Linked DNA regions of Mus musculus: region 1 is linked to region 2. Evidence: chromatin contacts called from public Hi-C data. All regions are on one chromosome and are shown on one strand. The core of a region is the stretch at or near the end of the contact, and the rest is flanking DNA. Distances in the headings are between cores, read along the strand shown.

The links. Hi-C and Micro-C count contacts between places; a contact is called where the count stands out from the background.
Region 1: a Hi-C map of the G1E-ER4 cell line shows a contact between it and region 2, with 1.9 times the contacts expected there. The contact joins the promoter of Pde6b here to the promoter of Cplx1 in region 2. A contact is called at or near these places in 6 of 39 promoter capture datasets (embryonic stem cells, liver, neural stem cells and 1 more), 2 of 484 Hi-C or Micro-C datasets (both in the G1E-ER4 cell line) and 3 of 9 other capture datasets (adipose tissue, embryonic stem cells and liver).

The regions. Positions count from the first base shown.
Region 1 is chr5:108,386,869-108,390,138 of GRCm38.p6, forward strand. It overlaps Pde6b (phosphodiesterase 6B, cGMP, rod receptor, beta polypeptide), which reads left to right and starts at 1,505. Exons shown (of 22, transcript NM_008806.2): 1 at 1,505-2,039. The coding sequence starts at 1,572.
Region 2 is chr5:108,548,695-108,551,832 of GRCm38.p6, forward strand. Cplx1 (complexin 1) reads right to left here and starts at 1,333. Exons shown (of 4, transcript NM_007756.3): 1 at 1,195-1,333.

The DNA of each region.
Region 1 (3,270 bases), core at 255-2,754, 160 kb before region 2:
GAAAAGCCGAAATTACACCCAAACACTAGACCCTGATGGAAAGTATACACAGAAGAGGCAAATGAGGAAGCTCCCAGGTAGTCCTGGAGGTCCATGATTTGATTTCTGGTCTCACCTGGAGAGAAGCCCAGAAATCCTTCCAATTAATGTATCCACTCTCCTCTCTGAGGTCAGGCTGGGTGCCCTGGATCAGCTCACACAATGGACAGACTTCTTTATCCCCAGGTTTCCCTCTGTCCATCAGCACTGATGTGATCTCACGCTTAGGCAAGCACACTTGTGTAATGCACTCACAGACTCTGCACCCACAGATGCTGTGATCTCCTTAGTGCTTAGTGCACAGGGCTGGCTACAGCAGAATATCCAGACACCAGAAATTAATCTGAACCATACTTCTTCCTACCGTCACATCATGACTGCCATAGAAACCAACACCAGGACACCTACTGTCATCTAGATGCACAAACCCTCATCGATCAAGTTTGCCTATCTGTAAAACAGTGCTCACAGTGCACCTGGGGATGGATACAGGACAAGAATCTAGCAACACAAATAAATGTGCTCAGAGCAAGTTTCTAAATTCGAGAAAGTAAAACACTTCCACACATTTGGCTCACACAACACTCTGTGTAATTCCACTGTGTCATATGAACTTTATAAACCCTGAGGAAGGGTCTAATCCATGAAAGAGAGAGAGACAGAGAGACAGAGAGATAGAGAGACAGAGAGACAGAGAGACAGAGAGAGACAGAGAGAGACAGAGAGAGATAGACACAGAAAGAGAGACATATACAGAGAGGCATACACACAGAGAGACAGAGACAGAGAGTCAGAGAGATTCTAGAAAAAACATGTGGGCCCAGGGGCCTGTTAGCTGGTGATATCAAAAAGGAAAGTCCTGAGTCTATAACAGGCAGCTGCTCAGCCTGAGCCCCTCCTGCCATTGATAGCCAAATGGCTGCAGAGGGCTGTTTACTCCAGACCTGTGCTCTCCATAACAAGTAAAGATGGAGAAGAAAGTGAGAAGCAACTTCTATCCAAGTATCCTAGGGACAGTCTGCCTAAAAATCTTCATACTTGTTTTTCTTCCAGGCAGGGACGTCTCCACACACCCCCTGCCTCAGAAGTCAACTGCACCACTGGAAGGCCCACCACCTTCCCAGGGTACCTGAGCCAAGGAAGACCAGGGACTTTTTATTGGACCAACCCAAATCTGTCGGCAGCTCCCCAAGCAAAGAGGGTCATAATGTGTGCTTGTGGGGTTACCTAGTCTCAGGACCCGTTTCATCAGAAATGACATTCCTTCTCTTAACTGCCCATAACTCCTGTAACAAGCAGGAAGCCCACCTAGCTTTACCCCAAACCCCAATTCCAAATAGTCAATATTTCAGGCGAGCTGGGACTTCCGGGTCTCTGAGCAGAGACAGGTTGGGCCACTCATGTGGTATGAGTCAGCTGCCTCCCCTGGGCTCCCTAATCATCACTAAGAAAGACTTTGCTGACAACAGGGTTTGCAGAATCCATGTGTACCTGGGGGTGGAGAAAGCCCCGGGCACAGCAGCAGGAACACCATGAGCCTCAGTGAGGAACAGGTACGCAGCTTCCTGGATGGGAACCCCACGTTTGCCCATCAATACTTTGGGAAGAAGTTGAGCCCTGAAAATGTGGCAGGGGCCTGTGAAGATGGTTGGCTGGCGGACTGTGGCAGCCTGCGAGAGCTGTGCCAGGTGGAAGAGAGTGCAGCACTTTTTGAACTGGTGCAGGACATGCAGGAGAGTGTCAATATGGAACGTGTGGTCTTCAAGATCCTGCGGCGCCTCTGCACCATCCTGCATGCCGACCGCTGCAGCCTCTTTATGTACCGCCAGCGCAATGGCATAGCTGAACTTGCTACGCGGCTCTTCAGCGTGCAGCCTGACAGCCTTCTGGAGGATTGCCTGGTGCCCCCTGACTCTGAGATCGTCTTCCCCCTGGACATTGGGATTGTGGGCCATGTGGCTCAGACCAAGAAGATGATAAACGTGCAGGATGTGGCAGAGGTGGGTGTTCTCCAGCTATGGTGCAGAGGTGTGTTCTGCCTCAGCATCCAGAGATTTCACAAGGACTTCAGGTCCAGAGCCAAGGTCCTTGCAGCTCACCCTTGCCTGTCCTATCTCCTCACCGTGCTTAGCCTCCTGTCTTTTCCTTCCAGGACTAGTTTTTCCAGTTTAAGGTGGGGGGGGGGGGGCTTCAAGAGCGCTTTAAAGTGTCCCTCCTGTTCTCCCCCAAACTGCCTAATTGCCACAGAAACACTATTTAAGAGACTTTCTTGTGGAGGCTTTTCAGAGTCAGCCTCTGGCCTTGCCAAGGTCAGGCCTTCTTTATGCATGATAAGCACTGTGAGGACCCAGGGCAGCTTCAGTGATCATCAGGTGTGAAGAGTCTTCCATGGATAACTATGGTTGTCTGCGTAGAGGTCTGAAGTGATCAGGCCAGGGCTGGTATTGAGGCCAGATGCCCCAAATCCCCAGCCATGGCAGAAGCAGCTTTACCCACAAAGGGAACCACGCTGGTCCTGGAGACAGAGGATCTGGGATCTAGGAGAGGATGGGAATGGAGTTACAAGAGATTCAGGGTCCAGGTTGGGAATGGATTTATTGACACAGACTTCATGGAAGCTGCTGGTTTGTGGCAGGTATAACCAGGACAGAGCTCCTATGGGTGGGAAGCACTGTGGGACACAGTGAGTGAGGTACCCGTAGATATGGGTGTGACAACAGCCAGGGAGGCTCAGAAAGGGGTCAAAAATGTATTCCATGGATTAGGGAGCTCTACAGAGGGTTGGAGGACAGTCTTCCTCTCCTTGCCTGTTCTGTTTCTTTTCCTCTTTCTTCCCCAAGATACCCAGGTTGCCTCAGCACCTGCTACATAGGTCAACAACATGTAGTAGGGGAATCCCAGAATGGGAGAAGGTCCCCTCTTGGACAGATTCCCCAGAGGCAGTGTGCTACCTTCACTCCTGGCCAAGTGGGAAGGTTGGGCAGGAGGGTGCTGCAATCCTCTTATACTTATCTGTTATAAACAGGCCCCTGCCCAGCGACCTGAATAGAATAATCTGCAGGATTATCTTGGCCTTCACTTTGCTTCCTTTTTAAGAAATGGGTCATCCATGAGCCAAATGGAGCATAAATTACCAACAAAGCAAGAAATTTGGTATATAGGGGAGGCTGTGACAGATCATTAATTCTGGGGCGCATGGTCTACCCACCCTTCCTAATTTTTCTCACGCTT
Region 2 (3,138 bases), core at 83-2,582:
AGAGTCTAGGGTGAGAGGCTTTGTTCCCACACCCAGACCAGGATGGCAGGGTTCAGAGCCCAGCCAAACCAACAGTTATCTTGCTTCTTCTGGGGTTTCTGAAGGAAGCTTTTAGATGCCACTGCAGCTCACAACCTGGGGCCACCAGTTACTGGAGACTGGCGCCAGCCTCCTCAAGCGGGGGTGGAGCCCAGGGGGCATTTGAAGGTCAATGCTCCGCTGTAGCACCCAGGTTCTGGCTGCTCAGCCTCCTTGGCAGTTTTGGAGCTGTGGGGCAGGGGTCCCTCTGGGGAAGAATTGGAGAGACAAGTCCATGAATGTCCCTCAGGAAAGGTCCTTATGACTTCTGACTAGTCTCAACTATATCTGTCTCTAGAGAGACTCTGGAGGCCCACAGCAGAACTGGCCCTGGATGGAGTCCCCGTCTTCCAGTGGGAGGGGAAACAGATGACCCACTCCTGCTTCTGCATGGGGTAGGGCAACCCAAGTCAGAATGCCCAGCGTGGACTAAAGTGCCAGCAGCATTTAGAAAGGTGCTTTCTGTAATGCCAACAGCTGCAAAGACATCCCTCTTTGTAGAGTCTTTCCTATCAGGGAACCTGGTCCTGAGGGATCCAGTGTTTCACAGGTTTCTCTCTGCGGAATGAGACCCGAAGGGGTGCCAGGCAGGAAGAGTGTCCGAGAAGCTAGGGGTTCAGGGATGCCTTTGCAGCAAAGCCAATTGCCTTCTAAACTTCTCTCTGTTTCCGGGAATCGGGGGATGGGGGCTCCGCAGGGCCAGCTGTAGAGAGGCTAGGACGCTGCGGAGATTCCGCAAAGACCAAGGCATCCCGTTCTCTCGCGGCCGCCGCACCCTTTGCTTTGCTGGGCGAGGTGCCCGACCGGAGCACGGCCTCAGGCCGGAGCGCGCCAGGGAAAGAAGAAAGAAAGAAAGAAAGAAAAAAGATGCCTATGGGAAAGGGAATCAAGGGCCGTTTCAGCACCTCACGATGGACAGCGCCTTTCAGGCTGAGCAACCTTGGGTCTGAAAGACAAGGAACCAAGAGTAGGGGAACCTAGGATATGGGTAGGAGACCCACGGCTAGAAAGCGGGGATCCAGAAAGGGAAGCCCAGGAGTCGGGAAGAAAACTGGGCTGGGAAGGGGAAAGGAGGGAGCCGGTTAAGGTCGGACTGGCTGCTAGGGCGCCGGTTACCTTCCAAGGTGGACGATCAACAGCAGCGCGCTCTCAGGCCGGCGGGGTCCATGTGGCGCTCTGTGCTGCTGCGGCGGCTGAAGGACACCGCGAGGAGGGCGCGTCACTCAGAGGCGCCCCCGCCCGCGTCCCGCATGACGAGGAGGGCGGGGCTCGGCGGAGGTAGGGGGGGCAGCCGCGCCCCCGGTTCCCAGATCCTGGCCTGGCGCGCGCGACAGCTGCATTAGGGGCCCCTCTTTGGCCTGGGCCACTCTCTCCACACCGGCTTGGAGACCCTCCTGAAGTCCTACTGAAGCGCCCTCCTGAAACGCTGGGAGAATGCAGGGATGGGGTCACCATCCCTAATCTACCAACCACGTTTGCTCCTGACCGGGTTTCTTTGCTCTTTGCTGGCAGGGCGGGAGAAGGCGAGCACAGCCCGAGACCCCCGATCGAGCAAGATAGGCCCACACATCCAGGCTTCTCCGGTGTGCAGAGCCGCCAAATGTGGCTTTGGTGGGATAGAAACCCCAGTCAGTCAGGGACGCCTGAAGGTCACTGCGGACATGGATGGGCGGGGGCTCCTGGGAGACAGCCACAGCCCCGCCTCTAGGCCGCCCCTTCCCCTGGCACCGGGATTTCAACTCTGCGGCAGCTGCACTGCAGAGCCCAGTGGCCACAAGGTTGGCCTGGTATCCCTGCAGTTATCCTGGGGGGCTTCTGTGAGGCAATCGTCTTCGCAGAAGTCAGAGCATGTGGGGACACCTAAGCTGTTTTTTATTCTGGCTAGCCAGGTGGTAATTCCTGACCCGCAGAGTCTAGTGCTGATGGCCATTGCTTTAACTGTTAATGTTCCTCCTGGCTGAGTCATTCTTAAGGATTAGGTTGTTCTTGACCTTCACCCAATTCAGTGAAACTTCTTGCCTCATGAGTATTCCCCCTTCACCAACATTCCAAAGCTGCCCCAGGGTGCTTGGTGGCTTGAATTCGAGGGCTAGGGGTGGGGAGTAAGGGAGGGTCCATTCCAGACTTGCTTTTATCAGTTTTTGTTCCTTTGACCTAGCAGATTCAAAGTAGAAGAGACCAGGAACGGAGCTGGAGTGGAGACAAGAAGAGAAAGTGTTAAGCCCCACACCTTCTGCCCTGACTTCAGCCTGGGGCCCTGGAGTTAAGGATACTGTCTGATCCCACTGGTGAAGTGCCTGCACTGCACACAGGCATATGCCTAGGAGGAGAGGATCATTTAGGAAGTTGGGCATGACTCACATCAGACACAGAAGAGTTAAGTCTCCCAGTGCCCTTCCTACTGGCACTGTCCATCTCAGTTCACCCACCACACTCATGGTAAGGTTGGTTGATGCCCAGAGCCTTGTTCAGGCCCAGGACTGATGTCCTGTGGAATGGGGTCACCTGCACACAGATGTGCCCAGTCTGGCTCATTCTGTGTTTTCGGAGTCTATAGTAGCTAGCAAAAGCAAGGGCCACAGCAAGACAGACTCATTACTTCTCACCTGCTTTTCTTCTCCCCGCCACGCCACCAGATGGACCTGACCTTCTGTCAGCAATCCCATAGAAGACCCTGGGTTAACCTCTTGAGACAAAGCAGGCCAACCTAATCCATTCATAGTCCTGAGCCCAGCTGAGATTATTAGAGGCAAAGGACCCTAGGACTAGTGGGCTTCCACTTTTACTTCCTCTGTCTCTGGCTGTCTCTGCCTTCCTGTGTCTACCTTTGTCTCTCTATCGTCTCTATATCTGCTGTTCTTGTTTTTATGTCTCAGTGTATCTCTCTTTGTTTCTCTGTCCTAGCTTTTTTTCCCTCCCTCCTGTATGGGTGTTTGTCTGCATGTCTGTGGACCACATGTGCATCTGGTGCCCACAGCATCCAGGAAAGAGTGTTGGATCCCCCTGGGACTGGAGTTACAGATAGTTGTGAGTTACCATGTGGGCACTGGAAATCAAACC